Regions from separate parts of the Mus musculus genome. Here region 2 is linked to region 1. A link is a contact called in public HiChIP or PLAC-seq data. All regions are on one chromosome and are shown on one strand. The core of a region is the stretch at or near the end of the contact, and the rest is flanking DNA. Distances in the headings are between cores, read along the strand shown. Region 1 holds the start of Trp53i11 (transformation related protein 53 inducible protein 11). Region 2 overlaps Gm13791 (a long non-coding RNA gene).

Region 1 (5,322 bases), core at 100-2,599:
TTAGTTGCCTTGGTAATCAGGAGGCTAACAGCCACTGAGAGCTGACTTGCTATGCACCAGACACTCTTCTGTTTACTTCCTTGCAAAGGGCACAGCCCCTCCTGTCCAGCCCCAGCCACTGGGAGGGCCATGGAGCCTACCTGGTATGTTAGCACCTCACACATGATCAGGTTTGGTTAACATGGCCTGCAGCTGTAACTGGAATCTCAGCAACAGCCACAAGGTACTTCCTGCTATAAGGTCACACCCCTTTGTAGGTAAGGAGGCAAGACTTGGAGAGGTTAGGAAACTTGCTTGCCTAGGGCTAAGCTAAACAACAGAGCCAGGATTTGAACCCAGGTATTCTAGTTCTGTAGCCTGGAGCAGAAAAGCAAAACTTAACTCTGGAGCCAGAGGCACACCTAGTTGAGTTATAGTGAGGGGCAGCTACTCTCCATCTCTGCCCCAGTTCTTTACCTTCAACCTTGCTTCTCTCAGTCCCCACCCTCCCTCAAGCCTTTACTATATCAGTCCAGAAGACAAGATCCAGAGGTTTCTTTCAGCAGGAAGCAGGGCCCTGGGCAAAAATCAACTGCTATAAAGGGTTTCTCAGGGAGTCCAGAGCCAGGCATGGGACAGGTTGTAGGTGCTGGTCTTTTTAGTTTGAGAGACTTCTCAAGACTCACCTGGGACTCTCTCTTGGCATGAGCTGTTTGCTTCCACCAACAAATACTCTGAAGCCACAGATAAGATCCAACCTTGCCACACGCAGCACATAGCACAGCAACTGCAGTAGAAGTCTCAGCGGGTAAGAGTTCTTGTCATTTGGGATTCACACCAAACTGGGGAGATGGGTGACCTGGGTGACAGAACACTCATTCACCAATTATCTTAAGGCCTTGGCTATGTATTAATGACTCGAAGTTTTGTGAACTGGGACTAGTCCTATTGGACTGCTGGGAACGCTAAGGTTTTATTTTTGAAAGTGGTTTAGCAAACGATGAATTGTAAATTGCTTTTAACCGTGTTGTTTCACCCGTGGGGGACCCTAACAGTCATAGCAGGTGCCTTCCTTCCACCCTAGACACCGGCCTAGGCCTGAGAATGGATGTTTCATAAACCCGTAGGGGTATGTTTGCAGTCCGGGAGAAAGGGGCGCTGTCTTCAGAACTTCCGAGAAAGTCCTGGGTGGCACAGCGGCAGGTTGTCCCCGTCCGGGGATCCCCCTAGCCAAGCGAGGGTGCGCCCTCCGCAGGCGGCTCCCGGTAGGCCCTCCGTTTCAGCTCTGGGTCTCCCCCCCAACCCCTCTGTGCCCGCCCCGGCCACCTCGGGGGCGAGGCAGCCCAGCGCGTGGGAGGGGACGGCGCGCCATTGGCTTGTGCGCGGCACTAGAGGAGGGACCAGTGCGGGCCGCCAGACTCGGGCGAGCCCAGCAGCGCCAGGAGTCCAGCTTGCCCTGCCCTGCCCTGCCCTGCCTGCCTAGCGCGGCGCCGCGATGTGAGACTCCCCGGGCCGGAGCGTCCGCAGGGCACGCCAGCTCCGCGAGCGCAGCACCCCGCGCGCCAGGAACGTAAGTCTGCTGCCGGCAGCCGCTAGCCTCACACTTCACCGCCGTTGCCACCGCGCTGGCCGCTGCCTGCGCAGCGCAGCCCGGGGACGCCGGGGGGCCTTAGGGACCGCTGGGGGCATCGAGCACCCTGCGAACGACAGCCGGGCGCCAGGACAGCTTGGCACTTGCGGGGCGGCGGGCGCCCGAGACCCCCGCTGAGCTCCTACTGGCACTGTCCTCTGTCCTTTTCGTTTGTCCCCTTGCACTGACTCGGTTTCCCTTTCTCCCCCAGCTCTCTTCTCCGCCACCTCCTTCCCCAGGGGCTGTTTATTTCGCTCTCGGCCTCCTCCAGGGCTTTATCTCTTTGATTCGGAGCTAGTGAGAGCGGAGAGTAAAGCAGTTTCTTTTATCCCGGGGTCTCTGTCTTCAGCGCTTGGTTCTCGGTCCCCTCCCCCTTTCTCGCCACCGCCCCCCCTCCTCCCGCCTTTGTTTCCCGGCGGGAGGATTGCGCGGTGTAAACTTGCGAGTTTCCGGGTCCTCGCCCCCACGGGTACGCGGGCGGAGAAGGTGGAGGGGTTCCCGCTGTCCAGTGGTCTGGCCGGACCTTTTGTGTGGGTGCCGGGGACTGGAGGAGTCGCGGACTCTCGCTTCACAAAGTGGGGGAGTGTCCTCGGCGCGGAGATGAAGATAGATCAGAGGGGGAAGGGGCAAAGCCGGCGACACTCCTGAGTCCCTGCTGGAGAGGAGCGGGCAGAAAAGTGTTTGGGCCTGACCCCAGTCGGGGGTGGTGGTGTCAGGAGGGTATTGCAGGTGGACCCGGGCGACTCTCTCTCCCAAACCGCGCAGACAGCTGTAAAGTGTAGCGCCATTGCCTGGCGCAGGATGGATTGGGGTCCCGTGTAGTGCGCAGAAAATATTACGCGCACCATCCTCGGGGCACAGCGAGGCCAGCCGCTCGCTTCGGCTCCCCTTTCGTCGCCTTCTTGCATCCTGGATGGAGCGGGCTTCTCCTCCTGCCTGTGAGGTGGAGGAGCAGGGATAGGCCCAGGACCCACTCCCACTTTGACCCAAAGCTTTACAAGCACACGGCCAAGGCCTCCTCAAAGTCCCCCAGCACGGACTTCCTGTTTCGTTTCTTTTAGAAAAACTTTCTGGATGGGGCCTGGAGAGAGTGTAGAAGTCCCTGGGTTGCAGGGACACCCACCCAGCTGTGTCTCCCGTCTGGAGGCTCCTGGAGAAAGGCCGCCACCTGCCGCCGGCGGGATTGGTGGGCTCCTGGAAGAATCCGGAAGAACACCACCCGCCCCTTAGTGGCAGCCTCTGGCTCAGTCCGAGGCTAAAAAAAATACTATTTTCCTGTAGGATCTTTGGAAAGTCAGAATATACTTCGGGTTTCTGTTGTCACCTTCGTACAGACAGAGCGCTCTCCTAGAGTCCCCTCTGGCCTTCGTGTCTTAGGTGCCCTCTGCCTTAGCTTCTCTTCTTCTGGACTCTCAGGTATGTCTGCCTTCACTTGCTGTTCCTGGCTTTGATTTTTCTGGGTCCAGGACCTCTGCCGCTCCTATCACCTCAACTCACAGCCTGGACTTGTGACAGCCCCCTCTGCTGGAGACAGAGGCTGCCGGCTAGGGGCAGGGTCTTCACGAATTATTCTTGGCTTTTCTGTGTGTTCACTTACTGCTCCAAGTATCAGTGAGTGAGCCACAGAAGAGTGATGTCGCAGTGGCCAGCACGGGTCCCACAGGTCCCTGCACACCTGTGGAAGCTGTCAAGACTCTAGATAGTGCTGTGTCTTAAGCAAGATCAGATAAATAAATAATACATAAGTCGATTGGGCCACATGCCGTGCCTTGGCGTTTTTTCTCAATACCCAGAAGGCTGAGGCAGGAAGAGTCTGAATTACAGACCAGTTTGGACTATTTAGGAAGACCCCGTCTCAGAAAGAAAGCCAGAGTCAGGGGAACATGGAGAGTGTTGGGGTGTTGAGGCCATTTTTAAGGAGTGGTCAGTGCTGCTTTCTGGGTCCTGCAGAATAGCCTGTGCAAAGAGCCAGAGGCGCAGCACTGCGCTGATCCTGTGGAGTGGGGTGAGGAAGAGACAGGAGGCACTGGTGAGACAGGATGGGGACCCCCACATCTCACAGGTGATATTAAGAGAGGATCTGTAAACCAGCATCTTACAGCCCCCCCCCCCCAGTTAGGAGGGGCAGCCACGGGGTGCCATTTTGTTCTGAATCCAGGTGGGAAGGCCTCATCCCCAGTAGCATTCTCTGTGTCCCTATCACAGCCACAGTAGACAGGGACAGGAGGACAGCCGCTCAGGCCAAGTGCTCTGGAAATCCCCTGTCTCCCAAGACCCTCATGCTTCTTCATGCCTGCCTGGGTCAGTGTGCTGGTCATGACCCAGAGTCACCTTGATTCTGCCTCACCCCACTTCCTCCTGATACTACCCTCTTTGGAACACTCTATTTGCGTGGGCATGAATTCCTGGAAGGGGTTCTGCTCCGAAACTGCTTTAGTAAAGGGGGTGGGGGGACTGGGGCCCAGGTGTTTGAGTCTGTCGGTCTAAACAGCAGCCTTGTTGATCACTGGCTACAAAAACACAAACTATTCTGGATGTTTGTAGACGACTTCTCTTCAGGGGGAAGTGTCATTATGCCCATTTAACAGATGGGGAACTTTGAGGCCCAGAGAGGCAGGCCTGTCTTCCGACACCATGCATAGGATATAGGGGTAGAGGATGTGAGTGAGCTTGGAGTTTTGAGTGACTTGCCTTGTTAATCACTTAGCCAGAGACTAAGTATGAAGAGGGAGATCTCAGCCTTGGACTCTGATCCCTGCCCAGGGGAAAGCATGGCTTCAGATCATCTAGTCTGAAGACATTGTGTTAAGCTTGTCTTCAGGGAAGACACCCCCCCACCACCCCCGCCTCCACCCCCAACCCCCATTGCCCCTTCTGTTTTGTTGAGTAGCAAGGGAGAGGTCTGGGGAGGAATGACAATAGTTGAGGGGAACTGCTGCCTATTCACAGGAGAGCCCTGGCCCTGTGGGAACCAGAAGCTAATGGATGACAGGGCCAGCTGCCCTTGAGGGCACTGACTCTCGGTCACCAGGCCCCAGGGAGGCTGGCCCACTCAGGGTTGAAAAGGACAGGAATTCTCCATGCTGTGCCTTGCCTTTTGCAAGCGACAGAAGGACAGGAAAGGCCTTGTCGGTGACTTCTGAGAGGCTGCCTGAGAAGCTGGCCTTGGCTTACACGGGGCAGCAGCCTCAGCCCTCTGGGTGAAGCCAAGCCCTGCTCCCCGAAGGCAGGGGTGTGGCTCCCACCCTCTCTCACACAGCTACCATTGGGGTTTTTTTTTTTTGTTTTTTTGTTTTTTTTTTTTTTGTCCCCTAAGCTCTGAAGATATATGTGATGAGAGTCAGGGCTTTCCCCCATCCCTCTGGAAGTCAGCCACCTTCCAAAGACAGAGAAAGGAAAGAAGATAGAAAGAAGAGGAAAGGAAAGAAGAGAAAATCTCTACAGGAAAGCGGGAAGAGGCTGGGAGGGGCTGCTGAGGCTGGGCAGGGCCTCGTTGAAATGCAAATAAATGTGTTTATATAGCTGGGGTCAGGGTTGCCTAGTCAAACCTGTGGAGGGCCCTCGAGACCACACTCTCCACCCACACAGAACACTGTCCTGACAGCAAGCCCGGGCTCATCATGCCTGTGACCTCAGCTGTCCTCCTTGAAGCACAGTGATTCAGGGCACCCTGACCTCCAAGTGCCAGGGCAAACCCCGTGACCCCAGATCCC
Region 2 (5,833 bases), core at 2,451-4,950, 300 kb before region 1:
TCCCCTTTCAAAGGGATACGTGAGTTCTAACCTCAGATGTGAGTGAGAGCAAGCAGGTCAGAGAGGCGGGGCTAGAACTCAGGTCCTGGGGTCTGTGCATTGCCAGGACCCCAGGGAGAGGCTCTAAGAGCCGAGAGACTGGAGAAACCTATGAGGCATAGCATCATGGGGAGGAGATGCGAAGAGACAGTGGAGAGGGTGAGGCAGGTGCAGAAGAATTAGATGCCACGGATCGAGGCACGGGTCAGGCAGACTCATCATCCTTGGCTGCCTTGCAGATGAGACTGGAGGTGAGTAGTACATGTACCCCTACATCACTGATGCCAAGAAAAGGGGAAGAAGCCTTCACTGACTGAGCAACCCTAGAAGTAGGAGTTTACTGGAATTAGATTTTATGTGTTCAGGTGGCATGTCCTCTCCTGGGACATGCCACCTGAACACGTCCCCATGGAGAGAAATTGATGGACTTTAAAAACCTCTCCACACTAACCATAAGAAGACACAACGCTCCTCTCATAGAATTATCAGCCAACACAGAATGACTGCTCCTATAAAGTAAAGATCACTCACGGGCCATCTTCCAGTCTAATATAGTACAGTTGGTGCATCCCGAGGCCCTTGGCTGCACACAGCAGAGGCTCCACCAGCAAGCTCACACTGAAGGGGACCTGGTGGGGTTTAACTTATGGATTCTGGGAGGACCAGGGAAACAAGCAGACCCAAGATAGCTTTGGGCAGCTGAGTCTAGCTTGTTCTTCACCTGTCCCAGGTCCCTAAAGGACTTTTCTCTTGGAAGTCCCCTGCTTCTGACCCATTTTCTTACTGCTGCAACCGACTACCTGACGGAAACAGCTTGCGATTAGAGAAGTGCATCATGGCTGGGGAAGGCATGATAACTTTAAAAGCTAGGACGTGTTCACATTCTGTTGACACGGGGAACAGGGAACTCTGGGCCAGATTCAAAGGCTCACATTTATGGCCCCTGTCCTCCAGGCAGACCCCATGTCCCAAAAGTTCCATAACCTCCCAGAGCAGCTAGGGACCAAGCCCATGAGCCTGGGGGGGGGGGGCATTTCAAACCCAAACCATAATGGGACTGAATGTTTAGGGTTCCTCCCAATCTCCCCAGCAAGCCCAACACATCTGCCGTGATGTCTCCCAGAAACCGCCGTGAATGGGGATTGATGGAAACTATGTCATAGCACACCTGGCTGCCAGGAAGGAGGGGGAGGCACCTGACCTCAGCGCTCCCATGTCTGTGCTGCAGGAAGACGTTTAGAAGAGAGGTGGAAAGATGTGAATGGAGCCATCTGTACATCAGCATTCGATTCTGTAGACAAGCATTTAGATATAGAGGGACTCCAGAGCTGCCTGCTCAAAGAACCTCGGTTAGAAACGAACTCTACTTGTTTAGAGGCTCCCAGATTCATTTCCTTGTTTCTCTGTGCTATAGTGCTAGTTTTTTAACCTAACACAATGCAGAATTATCTGGGAAGAGAGTCTTAGTGAAGGATTGTCTAGATTAGGTTGGTGTGTGTGTGTGTGCATGCACGCACCTGTGCATGTGTGTACATGCATAAATGTTTTTGTGTGTTGTTGTGTTTTATAAAACATACAGTGGTGTGGTGAAATGAAGTGCCTGGGCGGGCCCATGCCAAAGTGTTCCCTCTGAAGAGTCAGACACAGGACAGGCTTAATATAAAAGGGAATTTATATGGGACCTGGGGAAAGGGGGTTGAGGCAGAGAATGGGGGACAGGGAAGGACTGAAAAAGAGAGGAGAGAGAAAGAAGGGAAGAGGCCATCCAGGGACACATAGGGAGAAAGAGAGAGAATAGGTAGAGAGAGAGAATAGGTAGGGGGGCGGGGGAGAAGATGGAGAGAGAAAGAAGCCTGAACAGCCCTTGTATGCCTGGCTCCAAGCTTATATACCTGGCTGTTGCTAGGTAACTGTGGGGCGGAGCCTAGAGGAAATGCTAACATCTGGGAGGGATTGTCTTGATTTCAGGAGTTGGTGTGGGACAGATCCAGCTTACTGTGGGTGGCACCATTCCCTAGGCAGGGGGCCCTAAGTTGTATAAGCATAAGAAGGAGCTGAACATGGACAAGCAGACATGCATCACGCTCTCTCTGCTCTTGACTGTGAAGATGACTCAAGTTCCTGCCTTGACTTCCCTGGTATTATGGTCTACAACTTGGAATTGTGAGCTAAAACTCTACCTCTTCTCCTTTAAGTGGCATTTTAAGGGTACTTTATGACAACAGAAACTAGACCTGAGTACTAAATACCCCGTGTCTGTGGCTGCTGCCTCTTCATGCAAAATGTATTGAAAGCCCAGAAGGGTACCGACCTTTGCTAAGGATTTCCCACAGGTCAGGTGCCTTGCCACATTTAGTCTTGAAACGTCTGTGAGGTGGATGCTTTCTATGCCCAATTCACAGATAAGAACACAGGCTGTGCACAGCCGCCCTAAGACCAGATTCACCCAAGGAGTTTTAAGGTGGTGGCCTCAGGCCCTCCATCACCATTCCTGATATGCGGAACAACTCTGTGACCCACAGCATGTCATGGAAAAGAAAGCATGGTCTTTTGACTGCTGAATATTGTCCTTTCTTTGGCTTTATTCTGCTTCAGTGGGTGGCTTTTTGTGTGTTCTTAACAGAGTACAAAACAGACAAGGGAAAATGATGAGGTGCCATTTATCATCTTGCCCACCAGGGGGCAGCAAGAGGCCACATGAGCAGAGCCTCGACTCGCTGATTCTTAGCTTTGCTGAACAGGATGGAAGTTTGAGAGGAAGAACACCCCTTATTTCCAACATCCTTATTTTTCTAATAAAACAAAACAAAACCAGAATACCACAGGATCAGGTTTCTTCCCTAGAGCCAGTTATAGGGAACCATGAAATCAACAAATGTTAATTAGATATTCGTTAAGCCAATTCCAGCTCAGATGTGGTTGCCCCCAACAGAGCTTGCAGTCTGGTAAAGTGCAGGAACAATGGGAAGTGACTGTGGGGAGGGCTGCGGAGAGGAGAGGGCAGGAAGAAGCTTGAGCACTAGCGATTTCCGCACCCCCTACCCCCACCCCAGCCAGGCCAAAGGATGAAAGGTACCTAGGCTTTCCAGCAGCTGGGACAAGAACTCCAAAAGGAAGAGTGTGAGGGGCTAGATCGAGACTGAGAAAGATGCTTAAGGAGCCAGAGGCAGGGTAACTGCGGTGCCTGGAACGCGGTCTTATACGTCTGAACGGGGACATGATCTCTCAGCATCCTCACCACGAGCCTGAGTTTGTTCACGCCTATTACTACTTAAAGCCCTGGAGGTTAAAACGATTTAGCAAAGGCTATAGGGTCCTGAAAGGCCCTAGTGGGGACTTGAATTTGAGTCTGTCAGCTTGTCCTTACTATCCCAACAAGGGCAGAGCTAAGACTAAAAGCCCAAGATCCTGTGTGAGGGTCACTTCTCACTGGGAGCTTGGCAGAGTTCCTTCCTTGCCTCTTGGCAGCCGGTAGATCCTGTACAGAAATTCCAGTCGCTGCAGGCTCCTCCCCCTCCATCTCCACTCACTGCTGGCTCCTCTCCCTCCTATCTCCAGTCACTGCAGGCTCCTCCCTCTCCATCTCCAGTCACTGCAGGCTCCTCCCCCTCCATCTCCAGTCACTGCTGGCTCCTCTCCCTCCATCTCCAGTCACTGTTGGCTCCTCCCTCTCCATCTCCAGTCACTGCTGGCTCCTCCCTCTCCATCTCCAGTCACTGCAGGCTCCTCTCCCTCCATCTCCAGTCACTGCTGGCTCCTCCCCCTCTATCTCCAGTCACTGCTGGCTCCTCCCTCTCCATCTTCCAGGACCACTTGCCTCTTCTATGGCTTTTGTAAGGATACTTGTCACAGGGTCCACCTAGATAACCCAATGTAATCTGCATGTAAGATGCTTAACTACAGTACAAAGACCCTTTCTCTGAGTGCCACTGTCTCTCATGACCTGGGGTGGGTGTGTTCCCAGGAACCCTCAGATACGAAAATCTGAGACACACAAGCTCCTTGTAAAAGAGCTGCATGTGACCCCCAAACACCCTACCTCCTGCATACTTTAAAACAGATTTGCTATGATCCTTATTGTAATGTTTAATAATGGCAGAATAAAAGCTGCTGCATGCTTGGTTCGCTACAAGCCCAAATCTTTTCTTTCTTTCCTTTTTTCTTTTCTTTTCTTTTTTTTGTTATTTATTTGTTTGTTTGTTTATTTATTTATTTATAATTTTCAGTCTGTTTCTGTTGAGTCTCCAAAATGTCTGGATTATACAGGGAAGAACCTCTGAGGGAAGGGCAGCCCAGGCCCTGGGCTGGAAAGTTCTGGGGTTGGGGCAGGGTACGGACTGCCAATGCTGGCATAACTTGGAGGTCTGGTCTGCTTTCATATGTAAAATATTCACCTCAGTCCCTTGTCCCAGGTCCAAAACCAATGGCAGCCACCATTCATCTCACTGTGACATCAATACGAGCCCATTACCTGGGTAGCACTAGGTCAGGCGCATAGCCATGAGCAGATGCCACCGATCCAGAGGCTGCACCTGAGATCCAGCTTTGGGAACTTCCATGACATGAGAACAAGAACCAGGTAGGAACATTGGTCACCCTTTCTCCACAGGTCCCCACGGTGGGTACCCTGACCTGTTGGGCTGCATTTCCCAGCTTGACCAAACTTGTTCCAGCTTCAAGATGTGCCACATTCTTGCTCTGCCTCAAACAAGTTTTGTACAGAAACCAGAAGCTCCAGTAAAGCCTTGACTCGTTCCATCAAAAGCAGGCTCAGGCTGGCTACTGGTGGAAGGTGCTGGAAACAAGCTGTAAGGGAGCCCACCTGGGAAGAGGAGGCGCCGGCTCCCAGAGGCATCTTGCTGGACCTCAAGCCAAAGCCAGCTTGGCCTCAGCCATGATGTTAGCATCAGATTTCAAAGGCGAGGCAGTTTTTCTGGATGAGCTGGGTATGTACAACGTCCAGGGCACAGATATCTGGTCGGAGGCAGAATAGAAAAGAGAATAGACTGAGCTGAGCGATGAGTGTAAGAAGGCTAAGAAAGTCCAAATGAACAGTGGGGGAAGAGCTGAGAAGGCTCATGGAAGGCAAAGGAGGATGAGGGAACAGAGGGGGCTGTGGGAAACAGAGGCTATGAAGGCAGAGGGAGCCTGAGTAGGCCAAGGGGGACCAAGTGAGATTGAGAAGGCTGAGAGGCCAAGAGTGATGGAGGGCATGAGGGAGGATGAAGAGGCCAAGTGTGATAGATGACAGAGGATGAGGAAGTCAAGGGAGGCTAAGGACACTAAGGGAGAATGAGGGAGGCTGAAAAGAATGAGGGAGAGAGAGGGAAGGAAGAGGGAAAGGGAGAGGAGAGGACTGAGGGAGGTTGAAGGCAGATGAGCTGAGTCAGGAGGCTGATGAAGACAGAGAAGGAGTTGGTGGGACTGGGGAGACTGTGAACAAATTCCTTTGGGAATTTGTTGGGAAATTCCTTTCTTCCTGAAAGGAAACTGAATCTGCACACTGATTGGCAGATTAGAATTTCCATAATGTAGAGATTGGAAGGGTGTGTGTCCAAAGATTAATTAGCTTATCTTGGGCTTGAACAGCCATTCCTTGACATTTCCCAAACCTGGTGTAGAAACTTGTTAGGCTTGGAACCCAGGATCAAGGACTGAGGGGCATATTTTACACATCAAAGCAGATCTGACCTCCAGGTTCTCCCAGCATCCCTCAGTCCCTACCTGGCATACTCTGCACCCAATCCTGAATTTTCCAGCCCAGAGGTTGGGCTGCCCTTCTCCCAGAGGCTTT

What was found. HiChIP or PLAC-seq counts read pairs in DNA pulled down with a chosen protein or histone mark.
Region 2: a contact with region 1 is called in an H3K27ac HiChIP or PLAC-seq map of differentiating embryonic stem cells, with 4 times the contacts expected there. The contact joins the enhancer-like site here to the promoter of Trp53i11 in region 1. A contact is called at or near these places in 17 of 39 promoter capture datasets (the 3T3-L1 cell line, 3T3-L1-derived adipocytes, the HPC-7 cell line and 11 more), 2 of 15 datasets of contacts at CTCF or cohesin (embryonic stem cells and stem cell-derived epiblast-like cells), 60 of 484 Hi-C or Micro-C datasets (the Ba/F3 cell line, the C2C12 cell line, ECoMG myeloid progenitors and 28 more), 24 of 115 datasets of contacts at active chromatin or transcription factors (the SCID.adh cell line, SST interneurons, T-cell acute lymphoblastic leukemia and 15 more) and 2 of 9 other capture datasets (adipose tissue and embryonic stem cells).

Annotation. Positions count from the first base shown.
Region 1 is chr2:93,186,199-93,191,520 of GRCm38.p6, forward strand. Trp53i11 (transformation related protein 53 inducible protein 11) reads left to right here and starts at 1,350. Exons shown (of 8, transcript NM_001025246.2): 1 at 1,350-1,549.
Region 2 is chr2:92,880,476-92,886,308 of GRCm38.p6, forward strand. All of the region lies in intron 2 of Gm13791 (a long non-coding RNA gene), which reads right to left. Among named protein-coding and RNA genes, the nearest start is that of Syt13, 32 kb to the right of the region's middle. Within about 2 kb of position 3,701, at least 37 of the 459 cell types and tissues checked have an H3K27ac peak or open chromatin away from gene starts, as enhancers often do. A contact at or near this core is called in craniofacial prominence, differentiating embryonic stem cells and embryonic heart, where this site is marked.